Linked DNA regions of Mus musculus: regions 2 and 3 are each linked to region 1. Evidence: chromatin contacts called from public ChIA-PET and Hi-C data. All regions are on one chromosome and are shown on one strand. The core of a region is the stretch at or near the end of the contact, and the rest is flanking DNA. Distances in the headings are between cores, read along the strand shown.

Region 1 (3,391 bases), core at 465-2,964:
CAGAGTGAGTTCCGGGACAGCCAGGGCTACACAGAGAAACCCTGTCTCAAAAGAAAAAAAACTACTCAGCCCTGTGGGCACACACCTGTATGGGGTTGGGAAAAAAAAAAAAAAACAAGCTACATGGGAGTCTGAGGCAGGAAGATTCAAAGTTTAAATGTCACCCTGGGAAATTTATCCAGAGAAACTTAACTAAGGTGTCTCTCAAAATACAAAGTAAATATACATCAAGAATGGTGGCTTTTTTTTGTGCAACCCCAGACGTTGGGGAGCTGAGTCCAATCTGGGTTACAAAGAACCTGTCTCAAAAATAATTACCTGGGGCTGGCGAGATGGCTTAAGTGGTTAAGAGTTCCCACTGCTCTTCCGAAGGTCCTGAGTTCAAATCCCAGCAACCACATGGTGGCTCACAACCATCCGTAACGAAATCTGATGCCCTCTTCTGGAGTGTCTGAAGACAGCTACAGGGTACTTACATATAATAAATAAATCTTAAAAAAAAAATTACCTAGGGCTGAAGAGATGGCTCAGCAGTTAGGAGCACTGAGTCCAGTTCCCAGTAACCACATGGTGGCTCACAACCATCTGTAAATGGAATCACAACCATCTGTAAATGGAATCTGATGCCCTCTGGATGTCTGAAGACAGCTACAGTGTACTCATTAAATATAAGTAATTTTCAGCTAAGCATGCAGCTACGTTGTTGAAGTGCTTGTGTGGCATGCATACAATCCAGGATTCAATCCCCAACACAGAACATAGTAATGTTCCAGCAGTACAGGAAACAAAGGTGGGAGAAGGATTGTCATTCTTGGCATAGAGTTAAGGAGCCGGGCGGTGGTGGCACACGCCAGCACTTGGGAGGCAGAGGCAGGCGGATTTCTGAGTTCGAGGCCAGCCTGGTCTACAAAGTGAGTCCAGACAGCCAAGGCTACACAGAGAAACCCTGTCTCGAAACCAAAAAAAAAAAAAAAAAAAAAAAAAAAAGAGTTCAAGGAGTATGAGATCTTGTCTGAAAACACCTAGATGTATAACAAGAAACATACGAAGTTCCTGGCAAACTCCACAAACCTTTACTTTATTCAATTTTGCTCCTACTTTTCTGGAGTAACCACTACAAAGCGAGAGAAGAAAAAAAACACTAGAGAGTGAGTTATTTCGCTTTAGTTTTTGGTAGTTTTATGAATGTATATATTTAGATTATATCCACCGGTCCCAACCCCCGCCCAATTAAAAGGTTTTTTTTTTCCACCTCGCTGATTCCCACACTGGTTTTCTAATCGCTGGCTCCATTCGCAGGTTTTATCTTTATTCCAGCTTCTTCATCTCTGCCGCCCACAGAGACCAAGAGAACACCTGGTTCCAAAGCATACCATCCCAACTACCAAAGATCCACACTCTGCCAGAACTGGCCAAAGCCTTTCTGACCGAAGTCCACATCCGCTGTGCAAGAAGTTTTGCAGAGGTGCTTCCGCAGCAGTGCATTCTGGGTTATGTAGTCCTGGGCTGATCACATCGTCTTTGCAGACTTGTAGTCCTCAGTCGGGTAACCAGAAAGGCCGGATCAGAACAATCATAAAGGAAGGGAAGAGTGACCCTACGAAATCACTCGGCTTCAAAGCCGTCCGGCATGTCCGTCAGGTTCGCAGCAGAAGCGGAAGTAGGTATGAGGCGGGTCGGAGAAAGGCGTGATGACGTTGCAGCGATAGGAGCGTGAGGATTTGGCGGGATTTCCGAAAGTCGCGCGCCGTGCGCAGATCCGCGCCTGGGCAAAGCCGAGGCGCTCCCACAGGTGTGGCCAGGAAGACTGAAATTTTTCGTAGAAAACCTGACAGAGGAGCAACGAAGCGCGTTCGAGCCGGGTGAAGTGGGGGGAGTGTGGTGTGTGCAGAGCCGGCTGCCCGGAGGAGCGAGCGGCCCGTGGCCGCGGGACAGGTGAGTGTGCGGCGCCGGCGCACCCCTTCCATGGCCGCTCGGCTTCTTGAGCCGGCTCAGGCCAGTGCTCCCGTAGCCAGCTTTGTGGGTCCCCTCTACGCTGAGAAACCGGAGAAAGGCGGAGCAGGGCGACCAACCGACCGACGCTAACTGACCCACTGAATTCGTTGTGGAGAAAACCGACCTGTACTTCAAGCATTTGTTTTGAGACCCGAGGTCACGACCTAGGCTGGGCAGGGCTCGAACTGCTACCCTTAGTCTCCCAATGCTGGGATTTACAAACTTTCAGGTTCACTTCTGTGGTCCGGACGCAGGAAGCTGAGATCAGAGAAAAGTGCTCACAGCTGTTACGTAGTAGGGCCAGGGCTAACAGATTCTTGGTTACTTTAAAATGAGGGTAGTGGCTGGTCTCTCTGGAGACTGAAGTAGAAGGCCCCAGAGTTCAAAGATTGCGTAAGCAAAAGAGTAGCAAAGACCGAGAAATAAAACAAATTTCTAAAGAGAATCTTGGCTAGATGACTCACCTATATAATCGTAGCACTTGGGAGAGGCAGGAGGATGACAGTTTCAAGACCATCCTGAGCCACAAATGGAAGAGCTGTCTCAGAAAAGGAAAAGTGAAGAACAGGGGCTGGAAGGTGGCTCTGCTGTTAAGAGCACTTGCTGCTCTTCCCAAGGAACTGAGTTCAGCTCCTGTACCCACATGGTGGCTTACAACCAACCATAACTCCAGTTCCAGGGGATCCAGTGCCGCCTTCTGACCTCAGATACCAGGCATGCTTGTGGTACGCACACATGTATGCAGGCAAAATTCTCATGAACAAAAAAGAAATCTAAAAGGAACTTCCAAGAAATAAAAATAAAATGAAGTATAAAATACAAAGATGTATAAAATACAAGTGTATACGTGAGTGAATACAAAGTGAATATATTGGGGGCTAGAGAGAGGGCTCAGTGGTTAAGAGCACTGACTGCTCTTTTGAAGGTCCCAAGTTCAAATCCCAGCAACCACATGGTGGCTCACAGCCATCAGTACAACTGCAGTGTACTCATATACATAAAATAAAATCTTTCAAAAACAAGACAACAAAAAAAGAATGTATCTATGTAATCACTAATAGACTGCTGTTACCATGCTATAAACCTCTTGTTATCCTTCCTGGTTTTAGTATTTCCCCCTCACCCTGATGGCTGAACAGTGATTTCTAAAACTGTTCACTAAGGTGGCCTACCTTTAAAAGGCATTATTTAGGCAGGATCTGATTTTGTAACCCAGAAGCTAGTTTGGAACTCGGGATCCTACTGTCTCTGCCTTGTAGGTGCTGGGACTACAGGAGAGTACCACTGTGCCGGCCATATTTTTGGTTTTGTTTTTTTTTTTTTTGATCAAGGATCTTGCATTTTAGCAAAAACTGACCTTGAACTCCCCATCCTGACTCAGCTTCCCCAGCTCATC
Region 2 (3,391 bases), core at 247-2,746, 480 kb before region 1:
AGTTAATATGGAAATATTACTCATGGTAGAGAGAGGAACCTAGATGTGATCAACTAATGCATAAATCAAATACGTATTAGCACAGTGGCCTATCACTTGACGATTCCAAGGAACGAATGATAGACTGACCTGCATTACAGCATGGTCGACCCTCACGGTCAGTAAGTGAAGTCATGTGTCTGCAGAGTACTGCTTTGGAAGTGACTCCCGTGCTCTCCTTGCCTGCTACAGGTAATATCATTTTCTCCTCTCAGAAAGATAAAGTGAAATGTGTGGGTCTGGTGTGATAGAAAGAAACTTACAGGAAATATTTTTCCATTTGCACGAAGTGTCCATAATAAAGCAGTGCAGTTGGGAATTACGGAGAGGACGACCGCAAGGCGCTGGAGTGCATTGTGCTTGCTTGCTTTCTACCAAAAGAGCACACTGGCGTGAACACACTAGAACCCTGAGGTGCACACCACACTGTGAAGTGATGAATTATATCTCAGTCTTTTTTTTTAAGAATTGTTTATTTATTTTATGCATATGAGTACTCTGTAGCTGTCTTCAGACACACCAGAAGAGGGCCTCTGATCCCATTACAGATGGTTGTGAGCCACCATGTGGTTGCTGGGAATTGAACTCAGGACCTCTAGAAGAGCAGCCAGTATCCTTAACCACTGAGCCATCTCTCCAGCCTCCCATATCTAAAAGTCTTAAAGGGCGGGGGAGGGGGGGTGTCACTAATTTGACAGTCTTTTCATACTTGCAATTATTTTTTTCCCGACATACATGTAAAATGCCTGGGTAGCAATGGATATAGACCATTTTTTCTTTCTGTTCTTTTTTTTTTTTTTTTAATTTTTCATGTTTTGTGTTTATGTGTGGGGTGTGCTTGCGTGTGTATGAGGGCAGCTGTGAGTGGCTTTACTCACTGAGCTGGCTCACGCCCCTCATGTTCTTTACCAGTAGAGATTTAGTAACACCCAGGGTAGAAAGACAGGATATAGGCATTCAAATACGGTAAAAAGACCCAAGGCACTGTGTGGCATGGTGGTGCTTTACTGATACTTTGGGAAGGAAAAGTCTGTGCAGACGAGCCCCAGGCATTGCTGGAGGGTGAAGGGGGGTGGCTGGTGGGGGTATGAGAAGCTACAACAACTGCATTTCTTCCTCCACAACCAAGGAAAAGAGCTAAGTCGCTGAAGACAGTGACTTGTTAATAGAGTTCTCTTTTTATTTACCTTCTTGATAAATATTTTCTGATAAAGTACACAGGATTTTATAGCTAGACAGATGTGAATGGCAATGCTATTTTATATCCAAAAATGTAGAATTTCTAATGACTCAGAAGAGCCTAGGAGACTTTTATGACTGAAGGAAGACACACAGGCTCTACTCCAGTTTTATGAGATTTGAATTTCCAGAGAAGGAATCCACACATTATGTTCCCCTTTGTTTTAAATAATTTGGGAAAGTTATTCTGATTCCGCCAGTTCCCCGGTTGCTATGGAGAGCACAGCGATTGAAGAGAGCAAGCAGTACATGTTGTGTTCTGGAGAATACCGCCCAGTGTGCGGTGGACGGCCTAGCCAGGGAGGATGGGCCTTCAGGGAGGTTCTGGGTTCAGCTCCTCAGTGAAGGCTTGAAATTGTCTGGAAGAGGACAGTAAGCTGCCTTTCTATGTGTTGAGCCACACACCCCCTCCAGTATATTTTTTGATGAAGTATAGTTTTCTTTGTTAACAAAATCATTTTCCTCAATTCTGTCCTGTGCTTTTTAAATTGTCTTCAACTTGAGGTCCTGGTTTGTTATTTCTAAATCTCATGTCAATGATCTGATGTCTTAAGTTTAAAAAAAAAATGTGTGCGTGCGTGCATATGTGTGTGTTGTACCGCGTTTGTTGAACTGTTGCAGCTAAAGTGTGTTTGGCTACTTTAGGATGAACTCACAGAACTTGAGCCTCTGAGTGAAGACGCCATCATCACTGGTTTCAGGAACGTCACTCTCTGTCCCAACCCTGAGGACACTTGTGACTTTGCTAGAGCAGCTCGTTTGGCATCTACTCCTTTCCATGAGATACTGTCCTCGAAGGGCATCGCTGCTGATCCCGAGGGACTGTTGCAGGAAGAGGATCTGGATGGGAAGGCCGCCGAGGCTCATCACACTGTTCATCACCAGGCCCTCATCATAAAGAAACTGAGGTGACTGGAGTGTTTCTCTCTTGGTCTGTGTGCTTGTCAATTGCAGTGGCCAGGTATCGGCTCTTACTGTCCATCAGATGCTCAATCAGGGAGTAAGTCTGACCCGGGGACACAGTCGGTGAAGGTTACTGATTGGTTTGGATTTGAGGATTAGAAGAAGTAAATTGTGCTGGTTATGAGACTCAGGTAACGAAGGAAATGGCTCAGCAGGTAAGGGCACTTTCTTGTAGAGGACCTGGGTTTGATTTCCAACACCCACGTGATAACTCTCAACTCTGTGTTCTAGGGTATCCATTGGCCTTTCTGACCTCCACATGTACAGACACATGCATGGTGCACAAAGTTGTGAGCAGAATGCTTACATACATAGAGTAACTAAATCTAAAACAGGTTTAATCTGTTTCTTATTTGGGAAAAAATGAGACCAATAAAAATAAATTCTATTACAAGATGAGTTCAGTATAAAATTTATAATTTAAAAATGTATAAAGTTGGACTCTAAACAGATAGCTAGTGGCTAAAAGCATTGGCTGCTCTGGTGGAGGTCCCGGGCTCAGTTCTTAGCACCTACAGTGGTACCTCCCAACCCTCTGAACTCTATTTCCAGGGATTTGACATCATCTTCTGGCTCTGGGTGCTATCCCTACACTGGGGTACTAACATGCATGCAGGCAAAACACATGTAAAAGCAAATAGATCTTTATTAAGAGGATATATAAAGTTCTGACAGAAGTTGGAGTATACTGTCCTGAGGATGGCTTCACTCTTGTTTCTTGCAGCCCAATTATTGAAGAGAGCCGTGAGGCCACCCACTCATCTGGCTTCTCCAGGTCTTCTTCCTCAGCTCCCAGTACATCCTCCATCAAAGGCTTTCAGCTTCTGGAAAAGCTGGAGCTGACTAATGACGGGGCAGGTAGAGTGTTCCAGCCAACAGCAAGCTTCCGAGTCTGCTCAGTGGCCGTTTAGTCCCTCCGCAGGCTGACCCTGCCCCAGTTGTACTATTTCCCAAATAAACCAGCACTAATTCAACGTATTTCATATGCCCAAAGCAAATGAATGTGGTCAGGTTAGCAGTGTTGATTTTGTAATGTTGGAGTTCCCTCCCCCCTCACCTGTTTTTTTTTGTTTTGTTTTGTATTGTTTTTCTGAGACAGGGTTTCTCTGTGTAGCCCTGGCTGTCCTGGAACTCACTTATAGACCAGGCT
Region 3 (3,391 bases), core at 224-2,723, 370 kb before region 1:
TACAGAGTGAGTTCCAGGACAGCCAGGGCTACACAGAGAAATCCTGTCTCGAAAAACCAAACCAACCAACCAAACAAACAAAAAACAAACAAACAAAAGGCTCCTTGAAATAGTATTGGGTGGCCCATTGCTAGAGACACAGCCCCACCTGAGCCTCCAACCAGGACCAGATTAGAAACTTGTGGTTCGAAGCCCACTAGTACACTGCATTCTGGTAGCGCTTCCATGGGATGGAAAATTTGGGGAAGGGCTTGGATAAGGAAAGTCAAAGTCAAAGGAAAGGGAGAAGTGGAAAGGGCAGAGGGAGTCCTGCCCAAGAGGTTAGAAGTCAGTGGGGCCCTCGCAGAGGCCACGCCCCACCCCAACTACATCAGGACCACAGACCTTTCTCCTACTCAGACTCATAGTTCTCTAATCCACTGAGACATCCAGGCTGCTCACAAAGACAGTTTTGGGAACACAGGGAGAGTCAAGCAAGAGGCACCCAGAAATCAATCGCGGTGAATTACAAAGAGGAAATAGGGATGAAACAAGCAAAGGGGAAGAGGGTGAAAGTATAGAAAGGGTGGTACTAAGAGTCCCTGCGTGCAGAGGGGTGGCCGGCATCCAAAGGGCCCTAAGAGCAAAAAGGCTGAAGCCTGGAAGGAACAAGCCTCAATGGGAAAAGACAGTTCTCTACATCCTGGGGTTGAAGAGAATCAAAGAATGAAAACGCTGGGAGATGTCCTCCACCAGTTCAGTGCAGCCCCTTGGGTACAATTCGAGACCAGTCCTGAAAGTCAGAAGACCAGAAAGTAGGACCTGAGACCTGTTGTGGGATTTGAGATTATGCTGGCAGGTCAGCCTAAGAAACAAACTCAACCTTTGGCTCTTGTCCCTGTGGCTCACAGTAGTCTGACTCAAGGGTCCTAAGAGGACCCAATCAGGCAAGATTCGAGTGGTCTCGGAGTCCAGACCAACAGAAAAAAGGAAGCGAGACTGACTGCGGTGTGCGGGCGCCAGGTTCCCAGACCCGAACCAGGCTCTTTGGGGTGAAGGGATCTGGGACACTATCCCCTCACTATTCTAGAGCTACCCGAGAGCACAAGCTTAGTGTTAGCTCCACTTCGGAGACCCGGTGTAGGTGGGCCTGGTTAGTTCTCCCACCTACCATCTCCTAGCCTGGGCCATGTGAGGAGACGCCTGAGTTGACAGCTTTCTACGGAGCCTGCCCCTCCCTGCCACCTCCCGGTTCCGCACTCCCTCCCGCAAAGTGCCTTTCCCCCTTTAAAGAAGCTCCTGTCGCCCCTTTAAGGCCCAGCCTCCCTTAACTCTCTCTTAACTGGGCGTCCCCCACGGGGCCCACGATTCCCCGCCGCAGCCGCCTCCCAGCGCGGCACTTCCGGGCCCCTACATCGCCCTTTTAAGGGGCAGCCCCCCGGCAGCGCGCGGCCCCGCCCCCTGCACCGGCGCGCCCCGCGGGGGAGCCGGGCTAGAGCCGGAGCGCGCGGTCCGCGCGGCCACTGGAGACCAGGCGGCCGGCGGCCGGGCAGGCGGCGGCAGCGGCAGCGGATGGGGACGCGGAGTCGGGCGGCTGTGGCTGTGGCGGCGGCCGGGAAGCAGCTGGCGGGCCGGCGGCGGCGGCGGCGCTGGCGGCGGTGACGGGCCCAGGCCCCGGCGGCGGCAGCGACGCGGTGGCGGGCTGCGGGCGGGCGGCGTGAGGAGCAGCGGCGGAGCGCGGGGCCGCCGGGAAGCCAGGGCGCCGAGACGCCCCCTGCCCAGTCCTCGCAGGCCGCCAGGCCCCCTCCAGCCGGGGCCGTGGAGCACCGGGGCAAAGGCCGGGGCCCCCCCATGAAGGAGCGCGACGCGGCCCCGGCCGAGCGGGGCAAGCCGGCCACCTACACCGGGGACAAGAAGGCGAAGATGGCGGCCAAGACCAACAAGAAGTGGGTCCGGCTAGCCACGGTGTTCGCCTACGTGCTCTCCGTGTCGCTGGCCGCCATCGTACTGGCCGTCTACTACAGTCTCATCTGGCAGCCGGTGGGTGCCGGGACCTCGGGGGGAGCCGTCGGCCCGCCCCCCAGCGGCTCCAACACCACCGGCCCGTCTGGGACTTCGGGGGTGGCGGCGGGGCCCAACACCACCGGGTCGTCCCGCCGCGAGGCGCCACGCGACGCACCCCCGCTGCAGGCGGCGAGGCCGGCGCCCCCGGAGCCCGCTGCAGACAGCCCCCTGGCTGGGCCGCTCGAACGGCCGCGGGGGCTGGACGAGGACGAAGAGGAAGCGGCCGAAGAGCCCCGGAGTCGTTGAATCTCTCCGCGTTGGGGACGGTCGGGAATCATCGTCCCCTAAGCCCCCAAGCAGGACTTTGCAGCAGGACCGGCTCCGGAGCCCGCCGGAGTGACCCCTACGCGAGCGTACGCCCCCACACACCTCAGCGATCGCCAGTTTGCCCCGGGAGCCGGTAATGCACAACCGGATCTTCAGCCAAGGGACCACGATTCGCCGGGGACTCGGGGTTTGATCTTCCCAGCACCGTGCTGCGCCAGGGCCCTGAGCCATAAGGGGAACTGGGGGGGAGGGTGGAGAGAGCCTAGCACCCAGCCCTTCAGCGCTGCTAGCTCTGGTGTTTCCTAAACGCAGGGGGTGACTCGGGCGCCCCCTCCCCAAGACTCAGGGGAAGGTAGGGAGTTGTGTAGGGGCTCTTTTTTTTTTTTTTTTTTAAATAAGCCGAGGCTCTCCCAAAGAAGAGAGCACCAAAAGTAGCGGAGCTCAGGTACGTCAACCTAGTTGCAGTGGCCAGACATGCGTTTAATTTATAGATCCCTGTATATAGTTGTTGACATATGCACTAGACGCTATAATCACATAGAACTCTATGTATCTCCCCACAGCCTGGGTAGCTACTGAATGGTGGGGTCCAGCAAGGGCTATTTGCTGGCCTTCAAACTGCACTTAGCCAGAAGGGCACAAACACAAGCTTTTTTTTTTTTTTCTTTTCCATCACCCACTCTTTCACCTGTTCCCTTCCTGTTTCAGAAAGATAAGTTCCTGACGTTCTTGCACAAGAGTATAATCATTCTTAGACCCCTACCATGGCCGTGGAAAAACCTTAGCAATAGAGACTGTTTAGGGAGGGTGGGGAATGTGCTGACCCCCTCCGGTTCTCATCCTAGTGCTCCCACCAAAGTGGCTTCCTGTTGTAGCCTGAGTCTCTGGATCCATGCCAGGGGCGATGGCAAGAAAGAGTAGAGCTGCTGTGTTTAGATCAGTCCCTTCCCTCACAGAATTCCTTTAGGAAGAGCAAGCCTTTTTAAGTACAGTGATTGGCAAGTGTTTTCTCTCATTCCTTTTCCGGCTCCTCAACTATCTTACCGGTTCCAGATCTTGTCTTATTTCATTTCTTGCCCTT

What was found. Hi-C and Micro-C count contacts between places; a contact is called where the count stands out from the background. ChIA-PET counts read pairs in DNA pulled down with a chosen protein or histone mark.
Region 2: a contact with region 1 is called in a Hi-C map of cortical neurons, with 2.6 times the contacts expected there. The contact joins the enhancer-like site here to the promoter of Rad51 in region 1. A contact is called at or near these places in 3 of 39 promoter capture datasets (the C10 cell line, liver and pre-B cells), 1 of 484 Hi-C or Micro-C datasets (cortical neurons) and 3 of 115 datasets of contacts at active chromatin or transcription factors (embryonic stem cells and pro-B cells).
Region 3: a contact with region 1 is called in an RNA polymerase II ChIA-PET map of memory CD8 T cells, with 10 read pairs. The contact joins the promoter of Inafm2 here to the promoter of Rad51 in region 1. A contact is called at or near these places in 2 of 115 datasets of contacts at active chromatin or transcription factors (fetal liver and memory CD8 T cells).

Annotation. Positions count from the first base shown.
Region 1 is chr2:119,111,100-119,114,490 of GRCm38.p6, forward strand. It overlaps Rad51 (RAD51 recombinase), which reads left to right and starts at 1,715. Exons shown (of 10, transcript NM_011234.5): 1 at 1,715-1,935.
Region 2 is chr2:118,627,980-118,631,370 of GRCm38.p6, forward strand. Bub1b (BUB1B, mitotic checkpoint serine/threonine kinase) reads left to right here. Exons shown (of 23, transcript NM_009773.3): 15 at 1,924-2,186; 16 at 2,966-3,099. Among named protein-coding and RNA genes, the nearest start is that of Bub1b, 31 kb to the left of the region's middle. Within about 2 kb of position 1,497, at least 7 of the 459 cell types and tissues checked have an H3K27ac peak or open chromatin away from gene starts, as enhancers often do. A contact at or near this core is called in cortical neurons, where this site is marked.
Region 3 is chr2:118,744,285-118,747,675 of GRCm38.p6, forward strand. Inafm2 (InaF motif containing 2) reads left to right here and starts at 1,474. Exons shown (of 1, transcript NM_001301269.1): 1 at 1,474-3,391. The coding sequence starts at 1,831. The coding sequence ends at 2,289.